Linked DNA regions of Mus musculus: region 1 is linked to region 2. Evidence: chromatin contacts called from public HiChIP or PLAC-seq data. All regions are on one chromosome and are shown on one strand. Each heading gives the region's core, a stretch centred on a gene start, on an enhancer-like site or on the middle of the called end of the contact. The rest is flanking DNA. Distances are from core to core; before and after follow the strand shown. Region 1 holds the start of Mpp4 (membrane protein, palmitoylated 4 (MAGUK p55 subfamily member 4)). Region 2 overlaps Trak2 (trafficking protein, kinesin binding 2).

Region 1 (4,509 bases), core at 346-2,845, 250 kb after region 2:
CAGTGGTGGCGCACGCCTTTAATTCCAGCACTCAGGAAGCAGAGGCAGGTGATTCTGTGAGTTTAAGACCAGACTGGTCTACAGAGCGAGTTACAGGACAGCTGGGGCTACACAGAGAAACCCTGTCTTAAAAAACACAAAAACAAACAAACAAACAAAGTTTCTTCTTACAAACACAAAATAGTTTGCAAGAAACCAATAAATTTGAAGAAACGCTACCATCATAATTGAAGAATTAACACATTGCACATTAAACCTTACCAAGTAGTCTACCAAATCAGAAAATCATTCTATCAGCGCTAATCCTGCTTGTGACTCAGGAAACCACTACAGCACAGCACTCCTGGAGTCTATTTACTCCTGCATTCAAAGTTGCTACATCCTTTCAGGGTTTTGTGTAGGCTCACATGTGTGCTTCTGTGCTATCTATCCACACTCACACGCTTAAATACACAGTATCCACATGGTAGGAGGGAGCTGTTTTCAGCTATCTTGCTTTTGGTTGGTTTCCTGTTTGTTTGGTGACAGAGTCCCATGTAGTCCATGCTGGCCTCAGACTTTCTCTCTAGTCAAGGATCACCAGATGCTCTCATCCTCCGGTCTCCACCTCCCAAGGGCTGGGGTTGTGTGACAGGCATGTGTGACCACAAATGGTTTATGTGGTGCTGGGAACTGAACCCTGGACTTCACATATGCCACACAAGCATTCTACCAGCTAAGCTATATCTTTCTTTACCTTATCCTTTTTATTACTGGTGGGGCACTATGTGGATTTAAATAATAACCTTATGTGTTTAAGTGCCTTGGTTTGAATTGCGCCAGAATGAAGGATTCTAGACAGGTGATTTATAGGGTAAAGAGGTAGGGAATAAGAAAAGGCAATTAAAAACTGTGTTATAAAGCAAGTGGTCACCATGAATACCTGGAATGTACGCAGCATTACCTTAAAATTCAGCTTTGGGTCTCTGGGGTAGCTCAGCAGGAAATGCATTCGCTGCCAAGTCTGATGACTTTGAACCCACATGGTAGGAGGGAGCTGTTTTCAGTTGTTCTCTGACCTCCACAAGCACCAGGGCTTCCACAAACGCATGCGCGCACACTTGCACACAAGCGTACACACACACACAATTAAATTGTAATTAAACATTATAATTAAAACATTTAAAGCATTTCCTTCTGCTTTAAAACAATTGCTATTCAAAGTCCTGACCTCTTACCCACTAGGCTTGTTTTCTAAAGTATTTTTCAATATGGAAATCTTGAAAAAGCCCATATGCAACCCTCCCTGAGAAATGGCCTGCTGGCTTCCTCTGCATCCAAGGCCCTCACAGAAGATGGGACAGTTTCACTTGAACTCTTTGACAACGCACTGTGCCACGCTTAAGAGATGGTACTGTAGGACAGTCAACCACTTTAACACAGACTACCCACGATTATCTGTAGCTGCTGCTGGTGCCTTCTGGAAATGCGGCATTGCGAGCAGACTCTTACCTGCAAGGATGAAAACACAGTGTTGCTCCTGGCAAGAGAGAAGCAAGCAGGAAGCACCAGGAGGCTGCTAGCTGCCAGTCACCTGATGCTCTAGAGAAAAGCTCTGTGCATCCTCTTTGGCATAATCCTGCCCTTGCAGGCTAACCCTGGACCTCTTCTAAGCCTCCGCAGCAGCCCTAGCTGTCCCTGCAAGGGAACATCTCATTTACATTATCCTCCACCACAGTGAGCTTTCTCTCACATGAGTACTACACTCCCATACAAGCCCTTAATATTTCTGTTGACTGTTTCCAGATAACAAACACCAATCGCCCCCCTTCAAATCTTTCCTACTTTTAGTTTGTTTTTTTTTTTTGAGACAGAGTCTTATGTAGCCCCGGTAGCCTCAAACTGTGTGTATAACCAAGGATAACTGAACTTCCTCCACCCTCAAGGGCTCAGACTACAAAGGTGTGCCACTACACCCACCAGAGGCTTTTACTTTTCTTAACTTCAGCTTTTCAAGGCCTAATGCAGAACACATCTGCGGGGCATAGGCAGTGGGAAAGAGTAGAGGAAAGTCGGGAAGCTCTGGGTTGGAGTCCCAGCGCAGACACAGCAAACTATAGCTATTCACCGATAGGGAAAGGGAGCCCCCAGACTGGCACTGCTGAGGGCTGCTGTGAGTTACATAGGTGCTGGTATTTCTAGTCACAGACAGTGCCTGGAGATTTAGGGTTTTCCACACACACATGAAAATTTATTGTTTTAAGCTGCAACTCAAGAACTGTGTAGAATGAGGAAAATACAGTGGTTAGGCAGCTTCTCTTAAAACTGAAATTAGAAGATTGAATTGCAACGGGTTCTCAGAGATGTGAGATGGCATGCTGCCATTTGAGAATTTCTCTGGTCCTATTGTCCAAGTTTCCATCCATTCCCACTATTAGCCCCTCCTGATCTTTCTCTGAAGGAGGTAGGTGTTCAATTACTTTGGCTTTACTAGCCAAATCTGGCATTTGTGTCTTGGCTCACAAACTAAAAATATGCGAAATGAGAAAGAGTTGGTCCCTCTCCACAGGGAGCAGCTCGGCCTGGCAGAAGACGGTAGGCGGAGAGATGCGGACAGTGCTATCCTCCTAAACCTGTTCCTCTAGCCCTTCCCTAAACAAAAACAAAGCCCACAACTGTCTTACTCACAGCAGCAGTTTTCCTTGGAGACCTTTGTCTCTGGGTTATCGGGATCAGAATTAACTTGCTCTTTGCCAGAAATTGGCTAGTAGTTAAGTGAATTAAAAACCCCAGGGGTTCCTGAGGTCTGAGGCATGGATTACAATGTGGAGAAAGAATACTGTAAACTGAGCACTCTTTAAAGTACAGTCTGCCCCATGTCATTTCTTCCACAGTCATAGAACAGCTTCGTAGAGATGAATGTCATTTATTATGAAAACTGCTGTTACATTACAGCCAACATTCCAAAACAGTATGTTAACAAATGCTTGTCTTGATTATAAAGTAGCTCGGAAATCATGATCCTTTTCAAAAGTAGTTGCCGCCTGCTGAGTCATTTCCCATGAGTCAGGCCACTGCGCTCGCCTCCGAGTACAGCAGATGAGACAGAAGAGCACCTGTGGTATCCAAACAGCTACGAGTGGCACTGCTCCAGCGCACACCCACAACCCACACTTGTGAGGCTGCTTGTAAAAGAGCAAACCGTGGTTATGCGGTGCTGTCACAATACTTCTGAGGTGGGAGAATCCCATGTGCGTCTCTCCTTCCTTCCCTTCTGAGTTCAGTGTGAGGTAGAGGGAAGACCCGCAGACTGGGCTGAGGGCCACTGTAGCTCCCTGCTTCCTCACATGTGCAGATCTTCAGTCTCCACACAAAGCTTGTGCTAAGAAGCTTACGGGCCTCCTGGGTAGGCAGTGGGCCTCGGATCAGTGAGGTTTGGAGCAGCTTGGCACGGCAGTGTTTGCACTCCAGTGTATTCCTATGTTCTTTTCAGTCAGCAGGCAGAAGATCCTATGTGGATGCATTCCACGAGGGGACCAGGATGTCATAGTCACCCCGTGGGAGCTCTCTGACCACAAATGCCTTGGTAAAGGGGCTTACAAAAGGTTAAAACTACAGTTTAAAACTTCTTCTCCCCCACCCCCACCCCTAGCAAAGTAGCATGCTGCACTTGTGCCTGGGAGAGGTCTAGGAAGGCAAGGGATGGCTGCTTCAGTTCAAGTAAAACCTGCTCCTTGCCAAAGGGTATTGGGTAACTGCAAATGGAATTAGACAAACCAGGAGCTTAAACACAGTCATCAACTTCTTTTCATCTAAGCAGCTTTCCTGGAAAGGTTTCCTGGAACTGCATGGAGCTGAGAGCTTTCACTACAGGAAAGGGTAACCAGTTTCCTTTTCTAAGTAGGTGTGTGGATCTCAGCACAGGCCAAAGACTCTACTCTATCCCTATCTCCTTTTCCAGTCTCCATTTGAATGATACAGTATGTTTTCCATGCTGGGCTCTAATTATTAGTAAGGCTCAGAAATTACAACCAAAATAGCACAAAAGTCCATTCTGTATTCAACACTGTTCTTTGCCCCATCAGCCTCCAGTCGGTGCCTGTGCCATAGCTGTAGCCTCCGCAGCAGATAATCCGGTCCTCAAGCTGTCAGGCGCCCTAGTTAAGCTTCTCCCGCTGAATCTGGAAGTAACAGGCCTGAAAATCCAAACAAATTCAGATTCAGTTTCTTTAAGACTTGGGAAAAAACAATCCCTTACTGAAGGCACATTGTCTACCTCACCAAGCTCTCTCCAGCCAATGGCTACTGTAGCCTAACAACAACAAACACTTGCCCTCTATTTCCTCTGTGTACCGGTCTTTACTGATTAACATGAGACCATTCACTGGTGACTGGGAAGTGTGAGGGTACACGGGACAATGTGAGCAGAGCTCGTCCACATTTACTACTCGAAGGCTGAGCAGCCCCACACACCACACAGCAAGTCAGAGTTTCCAAGACTGAATTTCTGAGAAGCAGTGATCCCAAAGT
Region 2 (4,369 bases), core at 1,474-3,973:
CACATTAAAAAAACTAAGATCTAGTTATCTAGGCATCCAGGACAGCCCCTGATTCTTAGAGTATTGTATGCTGACTCCAGAACATGTCACATTAATGCAAGTTGAGGCCTCTTTTTATTATTATTATTATTATTATTATTATTATTATTATTGTATTTGAGATTTGCACGTGGGCACAAAAACAGTGGTGGGTAAAAATTCGGTCTCTTTAGCACCAACCAAGATAATACTTGTATTCTTCATTCTTACGCATTCAGTATTTTTTTCAAAGCCAAACTTATTAAAGAAGGTGCTTGATAAAAAAGTAAAGTTATCATGAAACTGTAATCTTTTCACTCTGCAGCACAGGGGCATGGAAAGTGCTTGCTGAGAGCCCCTGCTGTCTACAGGCAGTCCACACAACAGTGGCTGCCTACAGCAAAGCATTGGTGCAGCTAACCTGAAACTGTATCAGGGAACACTATTTAGTCAAAAATACAATTAACACACAAGCTACAATTATTCAGACTTGGGAATCTGGCAGGCGTTTTCTTAGGGGAAAAAAGCCTGTCAATATTTTCTGTCAACGACAAACATAAGCTTCAAGTGAAAATCAGTTTTAGGAAACTTAAATCATTTCTAAGAGTTTGGAAATCCTAACAGACAGCCTTTCACGCTGATGGACTTAGTGACACCAATACACCATCTAAGGCAGAGTGTCAACATCTGGGTATCTGTGTAACTGTCTCAACAACCGCAGCAGGGCACCAAACCATGCAGAGCAAACTTTCACGGAGAAAGACAAGCACATTTCCATGAAAACCCATTGACGGTTTCCACACTGCTGTGACTGTTCAAGAACTACCACTTACCTGCTTCTCATCTGGCTGCAAACAACATCCACAATTCCTCCCCCCTTTCTAGCTACATACTATTCTGAGAATGTATTTTCTTCACATTTCTCATATAAAACACTGCATCAGACTAAATGCAGAAGTTCATAATGAGAATCTTCACTTAAGTCAGAAATTAGAGACTTGTAAACATTGTAAAACAAAACCATTTTCTTACTATATCCAACAGAGTTGTTTTTCAGAAACCAGTATTTGCATGAGAACTTTTATTTTTAAATGGGTTATTTTTTTTTTAAGTTCTCAGTTTTTATCTTAACTTAGTAGACATAACCTATATAGACAAACCTGAGATTCTCAGGGACTTTTCAATAGCATCAAGGACCCTGAGACCAAAAGGCTTGCAAACCACGGACTCGCCTGACCTCTGACTCTGCCTAACTCACTTCTGCAGGCTGGTAGGAGAGAGGGAGGAATCAGAAATGTCAGCAGGGCTGTGGGTTTGTATTCTTTTATCTCCACTAACGAATAAACGCCACTGAGACTGTGCAGCAGTAGCCAGAAAACCCCAGCCAGACAATGTAGTGTCCTGGTTACGACGAGGCCATGTTCAGCTGCACCTCCTCTCACCTGTACCTGGTCCACCCGCTGAGGTCATGGGCGGCAGAAAGATTCCCGTTACTGGCGTGGGCAGTGCAGGTTTCTGCTCCAGTTGAAGAGGCTGCTGAACCTGAAAAGTGATGCCCTCTTCTTCATCCTCCTCTAAGTCCGAGATGTGGTAGACAACATCCTTGGGCACCTGTGTGAAGCCTTTAGTGATGACGCCTGGGCGTGGATCAAGAATGGTTCCCAAGTTCGGCTGAGCAAGCTGCTGCCAGTGATGCAGAGTCTGTGATCCTGAACAAGCAAAGCAGGACAGGCATGCTTTACATTCCCACAGATCCCCAATCTTGAAGAAGCTAGAATTGTGTGAGCAACAACAGTAACAATACAGATACTTATTTGGTTTTGACATTTTGTTCAAATTTGTAAATTTAAGCTCTCTGTCAAAAATTAACATGACATGGAATGGCTGAGCAATAAGTTTTCTATTTCAAAAGACAGTCTTCAAAGGGACATCTAAAGAAGAGGAGAAAAAAACCCAGTAAGGGTTTTAAACAGGACCCAGGCTGCTCAGGCAGGAAGGAGGCCACCCACTTCAGGGACAGGCTGCTCCTTCCCAGGTGGCAAAAACAATATTCACCCAGCACAGTTGATGATCTTGGAAGCAAAACTTGGGTGCTTAGGTTGGGAAATAACTTGAATTTCCTGTGCACTTCTCTGCTTGCTCATGACCCTACTTTCCTTGGTCTGCCAGGAAGAAAGGGAGACGCAGGTGATAAAGTGGAGAACATTTCCCTTTGGTTCCAGCCCATGTGACTCTGATGAAAGAGCAACCCATGCCCTTGTACAGGATGTCACATCTAATTGTGTCACTGTGGTAATTTCATCCTGAAATCAGCAACGCTAACCAACACTTGGACCAAAGCAGGAGTCTACAGGATACCTTTTTAAACCTTTGTTTTAAAAGGAACTTTTAAGCCAAGAATTAGAGAATCATTTGTGGACCATTACTATCTGATAAGTCAGGTATTTATTTTGAATTTAAGCTGTGCTTTAGGTAAAGCTGAACGGAAGGAGAAGAGTACAGATGTAACTGTGTGCCTCTATGGCAGGGACACTCTAATTGCTCCTCTTCATTCATCTCAGCCTGTTGGTCCTACCATGCAACTGCTATTACAGGATTCTGTAGCAAAAGTCAGGTAAGAGTCTTCCCACTTCCCTGCTGCGCTGATATTAAAATGTCAGAAAAGAACAAATAGCTGAAGACTTGGTGACTCAGGTCTTACTCACTGTCTGCTATGTGGCAGGCACCACAGCACAGCACAGCACAGCACAGCACAGCACAGCACAGCACAGCCTGCCTGTGCACAGGGTGCCAACATAACACAGGTCTCAATTCTAGGAGAGACGTCTAACATAGACACGGCTTCTAAAAGCTGTTCCTGGCTTATTACCTTCTAGGGGCTTGACAATCTGTAACTTCTCTGGCATGAAGCCTCGAAGGCAGCTGGCACTGCCGAGGTCCGTGGTCTCCGACTGGTCAGTGCAGACTGAGGCAAGGTTCTCCGTGGGGGCGTCACAGCTGCTGACTTCTTCCTCCTGCTCAGCCAAGATCTGGATCTTCCGTTCCCATTCCTCAGCAAAGAACTGCTTCTCACTTAGGTAGTTCTGTCTTCTCAGGCTGAGGCGATGCAATGCAGTAGCCAGATCACTATCTTCAGGGGATCCTGGGGGGTTTGTGGGCTGCGAGTTTCTGTGGGAAAATCATATTTGATGATGAGACTGTAGATTGTGAGAATAATCTAGACCACTCCTTTCTATAGTGCTGGACATTAAAAAAGACTTACCTTGAAAATGAGGTGTTTTCTTAGCTATTTAAAATACAGAAATAACAACAAACAAAATCATCAACAATACTGTTATCACAACAATCACTGTAACATATTGTACTGGCTGGCTTTTTGACACAAGCTGGAGTTATCAGAGAAAGGAGCCTCCCTTAAGGAAATGCCTCCATGAGATCCAGCTGTAAGGCATTTTCTCAATTAGTGTTCCAGCAGGGAGGGCCCAGCTCATTGTGGGTGGTGCCATCCCTGGGCTGATAGTCCTGGGTTCAATAAGGAAGCAAGCTGAGCAAGCAATCCAGTACGCAGCATCCCTCCATGACCTCTGTATCAGCTCCAGCCTCCAGGTTCCTGACCTGCTTGAGTTCCAGTCCTGACTTCCTTTTGTGATGAACAGCAATGTGGGAAGCGTAAGTGGAATAAACCCTTTCCTCCCCAGCTTGCTTCTTGGTCATGGTGCTTTGTGCAGGAATAGAAACCCTGACTAAGACACACATCATTTCCAATTACCTTAAGAAAGTAAAATATGTTATTCTTGCTAACTTCTCCATCTCATTTCATTATGAAACTGCAGGTGTGGTCTACTTTTATGTTCAGGTCAGGTACTCCCAAAGTTACTATTAGCATAGTTCACAGACTCTATTACTGAGAGCAAGAGGTACCATTGCTTTATATAACTGTGAATGCTAGCTATACACTACTACATGCTTTTAATCACAGAAAGGATGAGTAGGGCATGGTGGCACATTCATGCCACTAATTGCAGCACTCAGAAGACTGAGGCAGGAGAATCATGATTTTGATGGCAGCCTAGGTTGTACAAGAAAATACCCTACCTCAAACAACAAATAACAATAAAATAAAAAAGACAGAAAGAGAGAGAGAAAGAGAGAGAGAGAGAGAAAGAGGGGAAGACAGACAACCAAGGCTGAGAAAGCTGAGAAAGGTGTGAAAGCCACAAACGTCTCTGAATATGCAGTGTATCTGAAAGAAAGCAAGGATTCTAAGTTATAAAAGACTGCTTCTCGTAGGTCTTTGAAGCACTTCCACCTACGATGCAGCATTGAAACTGGGAGGCATTTTAGAACTGAT

Evidence for each region. HiChIP or PLAC-seq counts read pairs in DNA pulled down with a chosen protein or histone mark.
Region 1: a contact with region 2 is called in an HNF4G HiChIP or PLAC-seq map of pancreatic cancer cells. The contact joins the promoter of Mpp4 here to the enhancer-like site in region 2. A contact is called at or near these places in 12 of 39 promoter capture datasets (the 3T3-L1 cell line, the C10 cell line, cranial neural crest and 8 more), 1 of 484 Hi-C or Micro-C datasets (cortical neurons), 3 of 115 datasets of contacts at active chromatin or transcription factors (acute myeloid leukemia, embryonic stem cells and pancreatic cancer cells) and 3 of 9 other capture datasets (embryonic stem cells, liver and macrophages).

The regions. Positions count from the first base shown.
Region 1 is chr1:59,160,041-59,164,549 of GRCm38.p6, forward strand. It overlaps Mpp4 (membrane protein, palmitoylated 4 (MAGUK p55 subfamily member 4)), which reads right to left and starts at 1,596. Exons shown (of 22, transcript NM_145143.3): 1 at 1,492-1,596. It overlaps Als2 (alsin Rho guanine nucleotide exchange factor), which reads right to left. Exons shown (of 34, transcript NM_028717.6): 34 at 2,716-4,175. The coding sequence ends at 4,137.
Region 2 is chr1:58,907,063-58,911,431 of GRCm38.p6, forward strand. It overlaps Trak2 (trafficking protein, kinesin binding 2), which reads right to left. Exons shown (of 16, transcript NM_172406.3): 13 at 2,888-3,186; 14 at 1,461-1,727. Among named protein-coding and RNA genes, the nearest start is that of Gm28802, 13 kb to the left of the region's middle. Within about 2 kb of position 2,724, at least 46 of the 459 cell types and tissues checked have an H3K27ac peak or open chromatin away from gene starts, as enhancers often do. A contact at or near this core is called in cortical neurons and pancreatic cancer cells, where this site is marked.